Linked DNA regions of Mus musculus: region 2 is linked to region 1. The links are chromatin contacts, called in public HiCAR-type maps. All regions are on one chromosome and are shown on one strand. Each heading gives the region's core, a stretch centred on a gene start, on an enhancer-like site or on the middle of the called end of the contact. The rest is flanking DNA. Distances are from core to core; before and after follow the strand shown. Region 1 has its middle 50 kb from the start of Gm35374. Region 2 holds the start of Ptprtos (protein tyrosine phosphatase, receptor type T, opposite strand).

Region 1 (4,012 bases), core at 1,009-3,508:
CAACAGCTGGGGTTTGAAGACAATGCTGGCTGCGGATGGAGGTGGGGCCGCATCTCCCGTTGGAAGGGGCCTCCTGCAGCTACAGAAATCACTCTCTGGAGTAGACAAAGGACTTGCTGCTGGCATCCCTGCATCCTGTGGTTTGCAGCACCACCAGGGAAATCAGCGTCCTAGGAATGGTTGTTACCCGCCACTTGGACAGGAAATGTCGCAGACAAAGCCTTGTTTTTCTGCTCCTGGAATTAAGGTTTAGAGGCAGCTGCAAGGAAATCGATACGGAGCTGCTAAGCCCTTAATGAACGACAGCAAAAGGCTGATCCTGTTGCCTAAAACAGCTTTTTTCAAAGCTGCTTGTCTTGGGCGAGTGTTAACAAGAATTGATCGAGTTCCTCTGAGGTGTGGTTTCCAGGGTGCTGTGGGCCAGTGAAAGGGAGAGTGCCGTGGACCTAGAGGCGGTTGCCATGGGTGCAAGTGTTGCTCTGCAGCTGAGTCCTTAGGTTACCCAGGGCTAGTTGAGTGGTAGCAACCTGGAAGCCAGGTTGCTAAGTCTGTATAAAACTTTTCTGTCACCCCACCCCCTTTTATCCTGGGATCTGGGCCAAAGCTCGATAACTAAATGGGGCACAAAGCTCCAGCTTTAAGGAGGGGTAAACAAGTGTACTAAGTCTACATCCAGACCCCATGGGAGAAGTAAGGGTGGCAGTTACCCAGCTGCTGGCCTTAACTATCCTCTTATGAAGTCACTTCTGCTTAAATCTGAGCTTGTCTTCAGGAAACAAATCTGTAACTCTATGGAGAAAAGAAACAACTTAGTTAATAGGGATGCACAGGACACCCCAGCAGTGAAATGTCACCTGGTTAATGCTACTGTCTAATGGTGCTATCATCCATTGCTCCTCTAGAGGCAGGTGAAGCGTGGGTCACAGTTTCCTTGCCCACAGGGCCTGGGCAGATGTTTCTCCATCTGTCAAGTAAGCACCCGCTTTCTGCCTGCTTCCTATGTAGAAGTGTTGGGGAACAAGAGAAAACTCACTTGAGATGGGTCGGGCGAGCTGAGCTGCACCCCAATCAGATGAACTATAGTGATGCTTTGATCCCCACCCTGGAGGGGGAATCCTGAGCGACAGATTACAAATCGGGGAATTTGCATAAACATATTTTTGAACCATGTGCTATGTTTCTGATGCAGTGGAAGACTCCGCCAATCTGAAATCCTCACGGTGGCATCAAGGCATATGGTGACACAGATTTTTACACATGAAGTAACCAAACCCGTGCATGGTGACCAGTCAGTTCCCAACGGACCAGGTGTGAAATGTCTACTGAGACACAGGACTGTCAGTGCTAAACCCCAGAAAGTTTCAGGCAAATCACAATGAACTGGTAACTTCAAACTTGAGTCTAAGAAGCATAGCAACTTTCCTGAATACATGGCCGGTACGCGGCAGAGTTTGGGAGTGGCATGGGTCTGTTCTACCATCCTTAAATTCTGCCCTCTATTCCCTCTCTCCCTAAACTGATTGGATCGATAGGCATACACGGGTGAGAGCTCTGCATATGGGATAGTGCACTGGTCACCATGCTAGGACTGGAGAGGGAACAGGACTTTGCTGGGGAAGTCTGTCCTGTGCTGGGAGGCCTGAGAGTTTAATCTTCAATGTCTCTCTCGATGGTTCCCTTAAGAATAGACCAAAGCATATGAGTATAAAGCCCAGCTTTAGGAGCCACATGGCATGCTGGCTAGCCCTTTTATATGGATTGCTTTGTCTGGTTCAGAGGCCCTTAAACTCAAAGACTAGAAGTGGCCTATTAAAAAGGTATAGAGGTGGGAACTGGGGCCTGCCAACAAATATCCCAATTCTATGCACCGTTGGACGGGCTCACCAGTTGCATGTGGGTGACCTAAATCCTTTCTCTCAGCTCCTCCTGAACTGGGGCAATTGCCCCCTTCCCTGTAAAGTGTCCCTTGGCGACATTCTATCAGCTCTGGAATCAACTCAGGCTCTCTTGCTTGGCTGGCAAGGCTCTCTGAGGGCTGGCCCCAGCATCTCTTACAGCTTCATCTCCTGCCACACTTAGCGTCTTGAGTGGATTCCAGAAGCCCTGGCTCAGTATGATGCTCTGGCCTCCTGCCTTCACTGCCGCTAGTATGACTCCGGTCCTCCTGTATCTCTTCCACTTGCTTCTTCCTGTTGTTTGGCTCACTTGTTGCCTTGGCCAGTCCACTTTAGGCTCCACCCTCAGTCCTATTTGCATAAGCTTTCAGGGTTGGCCTTCCCCACATTCAACCGTGTGGGCAGGGACCAGCTCTGTCTGCTCTCAGCAGGACCAGTGGGTTCTTGTTGAAGCAGTCAGGTCCTGGATAGAGGCAGGAGGTGCTGTTTGTTTGATGTTGGTTCTGCCAGCTCCACAAGCTGTCTGCGGCGGGCGGGCCGGCGGGCGGTGATTACACTCTGCACAATAGGCCCCGGAACAAGGAACTCAGCAATGTTGCAATCATCAGTTTCAATTGCCATGGTGAGAAGGGATTAGGGAATAGCAAACTGACAACCTGGCTTAGTCTAAGGGCTAAATTAGGAACAAGATTGGCATGCTGGTGGGAAAAAAAAAGAGCGAGTGTAAGAGACGGCGTGCGTTAGAGGGAAACTTGGGGATTTGCGCGTGGTACCTCTGAAAAATTAACCTCAGAATATGTTAGGCTTAGAGGTTAAGAGTAGCTCTTGCCAGGGCCGTCATGTGGCAGGATTGAGCACTTTGTCAGCTCTCAAGTCTGTTTTTAAGGACTGCCATGTGCCCCGAAGTGGCATTTGGCCCAACGACAGCCCGTATTTGCAATTGTGGTCCTGTAAGGGGATAATAGAGTCGAACGATTCCCATGACCTCATGACAGTGTGGCTGGTGTAACATCCTAAACAACACAGGACACACAAGCTCATGGCGACACCAGTATAAATAGGTCTACTGCACCGCTAGTCATGTAAGTGCGGTGTGTGAGCAGCACCTGATCATGATAATAACGACAGGGTTGCTCAATTACACTTGTGTATCATGCTGTCTATCATATTCGCCTTTGTTGTCCGGTAAAATATTAGGGTCCCCCAGAAGACAAGAACTGAGAGGGTGAAAACGGTGCATTTAAAAAGGATTTATTAAACCAGCTATGTTTCATGGTGGAAAGGGTCCAACAACAGGTGTCTCACACTGAGAGGGCTTAGAAGCCAGTAGTTGCTCAGGCCATGAGGCCAGATGCCTCAGTAGATCCGATCCTGCAATAAAAGCTAGGAGGTTTCCTGGAGAGCCACCTTGAAACACTGGTTCAGCCACCAGTCTGAACCATCATCAGGGTAAATTAATTCAGTGGGAAAGAGAGAAGGAAGGCTAAGCTGGGTGAGGGGAGGGGGTGAATAGCCTTCCTTCTGCCACCAGGAAGTGCTGCTTACATTTGGGGTGGGGCCTCCCATATCAGGAACCCAAGATAATAACCTCTAACAGACCCACCCACCCATGGGCCAACCTGATAGAGACAGCTCCTCAGTTGAGGTGCCCTGCTCTGATGATTTTTGGTTGTGGAGAACTGACATTTAAAACCAGCCATCACTGTGGTGTCCTAACCCAGCAGCAGCGCCCCCCCATCATGTGATTACCATTCGGCTGAAGTTTCAGTTCTCTTGTGCTGGGTTTAATCTATCTGTATTCTGTCCATCATAGTGCTCCAAGCATATAGGATACGGCAGATGAGCCAATATGGCCTTTGGTTCTTAGAAGTGCATTCTATGACTTTGCAGCGTAGTGTGTCACCCAATGTCATATTTCCCAGAGTGTGCTTCAGTGATCTCTGCTTTCCATGGTTGTTCCCTGTTTGCTCCACCTGGTACTTTGGATATTTCTCGACCACAGCTCCTCGCAGGGTCAGGAAGGTGGGCTTTGCTGCATCTGTTCTTCCTATTCTATCATTGATTGCTCCGGCTCTGTTTGCACACTAGGCCCTCTTCCAGGACAGGGACCGGGATCT
Region 2 (4,012 bases), core at 1,117-3,616, 1.0 Mb after region 1:
TTGTCATTTTAATTGGCGAACTGCAGAGGCCCTTTGTTTCACTTTTTATTTGAATATTAGCTTGAATGCTCTTCATAAGTTAACCAACCATTAATATTTCTTCATTCATAAATTATCAACTTATGCCCTTTGGTCATTTGTGATTGGGCTGTTTATTCTAATTTGTGTTATTATACAGTAAAAATATTAATCTATTTAACATATTCTCACTTACAAGTATTCCTCTGACTCTTTCTATTCTCTGAATTATTTTTGATATACATGAACTATAGAATATAAAAACAAAATCTAGAAATCACATTCCTACTTTTTTACATATTTCCCACATAGAATTTTTTTCTACATAGGATATCTATATAAGTATTTGGTGCCACAGAAAAAAATTAATACTTATGTGTATCATCTTTTGGTTCTCTTATTAAGCTATAGGTACATTTAAATATTCAATTCATCCAGGGAAAACTACAGAGGATGATGCACCTATTAATCTAACTGTATTTTATACTTAAAAATTATTTATTATTTTACATGAGTATGCATGAGTATAAGTGTGTGTACCACATGCATACAGGAACTCGAGGAGGCCAGAAAAGGGTACTAAATTCCCTGGAACTATAGTTACTGGCAGTTGTGAGCCACTGTGCTGAGAACTAGGTGCTGGGAACTAAACCCAGGTCCTCTGAAAGGACAGCAAGTACTCTTAACTGTTGAAGCATCTCTCCGGCTCCTGCGTTTTACTTTTAAAAGTGATATTTATGGGTCTGACTATGACACAGCTAGTGATGTTAGATAATTGCTGAGAAAGCAGATTGATCCGATTAAAGCCCTGTTCCACCTCTTATTGGTTTATCAGCTTTTGGCTAGCATGATAAACCTCCCTGCCTGAGTTTCAAAATAGTGTCTGACACACAGTGTCAGTGAAGTGTTAGAAGTCGTATCTGTGCCCCATGGCTGCTACAGAAAAGCACCACATGCCAAGTGGCTTAAGCAAAAGGTCTTGCCTAGCAGTTCTGAGGTCAAAAGTTGGAAATGAATGGGTGGTCAGTACTGGGTCCTTCTAGGGCTCTCAGCTCCAAGAGATTTGCTGCTGCTCTTGGTACTCCCTGGCTTACAGATATGCCTCCATGATCCCCAACTCTATCTTAGCAGGACATTCCTTCATGTATACACGTAGTATCTTTCCCCTCCCTGCACCTACCCTTTTCCTTCTCATGGGACACCTGTCATACTAGATTGGAGTGCATCTCAGTGACCTGACTTTTGGCAGAGTTAGTACCTCAACATGCATTCTTTTGGGAGATACAATTTAATATATAACATCCCTTACATCTTTTCATGTGAGTTATGGGGCTCTCAGACAATGCTAGCAGTGGCTTTAATCAAGGTGCCCCTGTACCGTTTATGGCAAATTGTAAAACAAGGTTTAGAGAATTATTTGTTGAGCATGGCAAGACCTCATCTCATGATCCCTAGGGATATTAGTCTACTGGCTGGCTTTTAAGTCACAGTAAGAACTGGATCTTATCGAGTGACTTTTTGAGGTTATTGGGTTATTCATATAGTAATTGTTCAAGTCCATTTTACCAATTCTATTGCAAGGAGGTATATTGTCCCTTTAACATACCACTAGCACAGACATGTGACTACTGTTCTTTTGCTCTATTTTCTTGCAGATGGCTGCATCCATCTTCATTCTTCAAAGGGTCCTAAACATTCTTGACAAATTTCACAACCAACACAAGACAACATTGTCGTTGTTTTCTTGGAAAGGGGAGTGATGGGTTCACCCTTGGCAGAGCCTTCATTCATAGTATCTGCTAGAAGTGTAAGCCACAGGATGGTGATTTTCTACTTCATAACCTGCTCATTTCAATTTTATTTCCTTCTACATTATATTCTGGTCATAGTGCCTCATTTCAAGAAAGCATGGATGACAGGTTACCTATGCAAAAACGCCCCTTTCTTAGAAGCCAGAGTCCATTAAGCACGCCAAGATAAGATTCTTGGTCTCCATGATTCTTGACTCCTTAGAACATGAGTTTTAAAGAACCAAACACATGTGCTTCTATACAATGGAAAAACACTTCCCAATAAAAATGACTGGACCATTGATACACACACAGTAACAAAAACAGTTAACAAATGCTTTCTGGTCACTAGAAGTGAAAGCCAATGTTGTGGATGGGTCCTGTGCTGTTTGTATGCTAATTCTGCTCTGCTGGGAGGGGTTGTAGACAAGGAGTGAGTCATATTCAGGTGACTTCTTGTGAACCAATCCCCTCATGAATAAAGGAGTCAATCACTTGGTGAGTAGGCAGGACTTCCAGGTTGGACAGAGGAAGAGAGGAAGCAGGAGAGAGCTAGGCCCTTTTGGAATGGGGACAGCAGAGGGGTAAGATGTAGCTGCTAGAGCTTCCTGGTATCATGGTAGATCTGCAATGATTCGCCATTGGAGGAATCAGATTTTAATAAGGCTTACAAGATTAGGATTTTAGTTGTTGTGCTCAGCGATTGAGTTACCATTGTTTCTGAACTAAGTTTGTGTTGCATTTTCCTTCATACGACGGCTCGTCTGAGTTCAAAAGAGAAAGGTACAGCAACAAAGTGTGGATTTGCCAGATGTGTGCCACAAAGGCTGTGGGAGATTTGAAGCATGGGTTTGGCATGGTAACAACCTACCAGAGGAAACTTAGTGAGCTGGGTAGAGAGATCTTGGAGTTCTGAGTCAGAGTCTCCACAAGATAAAAACAGGTTGGTCATTGCCCACCAGTGCATGGCCAGCCAGTCCGCTGGGGCAAATGCACAAGTTCAGGAATGTGTGCCTGTTCTCATTTTTAAATATTTCCCACAAGGCCAATGGATAACAAAACACCTGCCTTCCTGCATCTGATTCTCTGTGCCTGTGAAAATGACGGGAAGGCACCAACATATCCATGGTGAACAGGAGCTGAAGGTAAGGAGAGGTTTTCTTACCTACGCAATACCACGAGGCAATCTGCTCAATAATGGGGGGAAATCCTAATGACACACCTAAGGGGTAAATGGATTGTGTATGAGTGAATGATCAACCACAAGGTGATAATCACAGGTGCTTTTTAACCTCCTTAGTATAAATTTGAAACCTTAACATAAAGTTAAAAAAATTATAATAAAAAACACAGAGCCACCTAATTTGTGTGAGGCAGAAGCCTTGAAAACATGGCCCTAGGGCACCTTTTCCCTCTCTAATTATCTGAACCCCTAGCCCTCCCTAAATGGCCTACTTCACAAATATGCAATCCCATGACTTAATAAACTGAGAGATAACGGGGGGGAAAGAGATACAATTAAGGAAAAGAGGCAACCCAAACTTTGGCCATTGGAGTGAAATGGCTGTGCTAATATCTTTGTTAATGTCTCATGGTCAGAGGAAAGAGAAAACGGCTCCCAGAATTACCGCCTTTGCCATTTTAGGGCCTCTCTGGGAGGCCAGCTGTACTACACAATGTGCTTGGAAACCCGAGCTTCCATTACGAAGTCTGAGCTTATGGTTCAGCTTAGAGGCCCCTGCAGAAAGATCACTCAGTCTCTTGGAAAGAGTTCTCAAACCTGGCAGGGCTACAAGAAAGGGCTGGGGAGTCCCTGCCCTGACAGTAGTTGGCTTGGCTTGAAAGTCCTCTGTGAGCTGCATCCTAATGCACACAAAAGCTTTGTGTTGGTTTCCCAGCTTTGCCCTATGCCAGGGCAGGCTGTCCAGTGAAGCAACCTGCATCTATCTGCAGAGTGGACCAGACTCACCCATACACCCCGATCCAGAGAGCTCAGGGTATCGGAAGCAGCTGCCTTAATGGTATACCTCACAACATATCCATAGTCTTACTCTGGGAGACAGATGAATCGATGCTATTTGAAAAGGCATTACCAAAAGAAGGACTGAGAACTGTTAAATATCCAGCCAGTGAAACCACATTGTTTTCTGCCCTCCAATCAGTCCAGAATGAAAAAGAACTCCCTGGGGCTTGAGAACTTGAGT

Evidence for each region. HiCAR-type assays count read pairs that join an accessible place to other places.
Region 2: a HiCAR-type map of astrocytes shows a contact between it and region 1, with 5 times the contacts expected there. The contact joins the promoter of Ptprtos here to the enhancer-like site in region 1. A contact is called at or near these places in 8 of 39 promoter capture datasets (the 3T3-L1 cell line, the C10 cell line, cranial neural crest and 4 more), 2 of 115 datasets of contacts at active chromatin or transcription factors (astrocytes and embryonic stem cells) and 1 of 9 other capture datasets (embryonic stem cells).

The regions. Positions count from the first base shown.
Region 1 is chr2:161,339,348-161,343,359 of GRCm38.p6, forward strand. No RefSeq gene overlaps it. Among named protein-coding and RNA genes, the nearest start is that of Gm35374, 50 kb to the right of the region's middle. Within about 2 kb of position 2,259, at least 113 of the 459 cell types and tissues checked have an H3K27ac peak or open chromatin away from gene starts, as enhancers often do. A contact at or near this core is called in astrocytes, hippocampal neurons and stem cell-derived epiblast-like cells, where this site is marked.
Region 2 is chr2:162,388,447-162,392,458 of GRCm38.p6, forward strand. It overlaps Ptprtos (protein tyrosine phosphatase, receptor type T, opposite strand), which reads left to right and starts at 2,367. Exons shown (of 3, transcript NR_040617.1): 1 at 2,367-2,392; 2 at 2,853-2,953. The region is part of intron 1 of Ptprt (protein tyrosine phosphatase, receptor type, T); the gene reads right to left.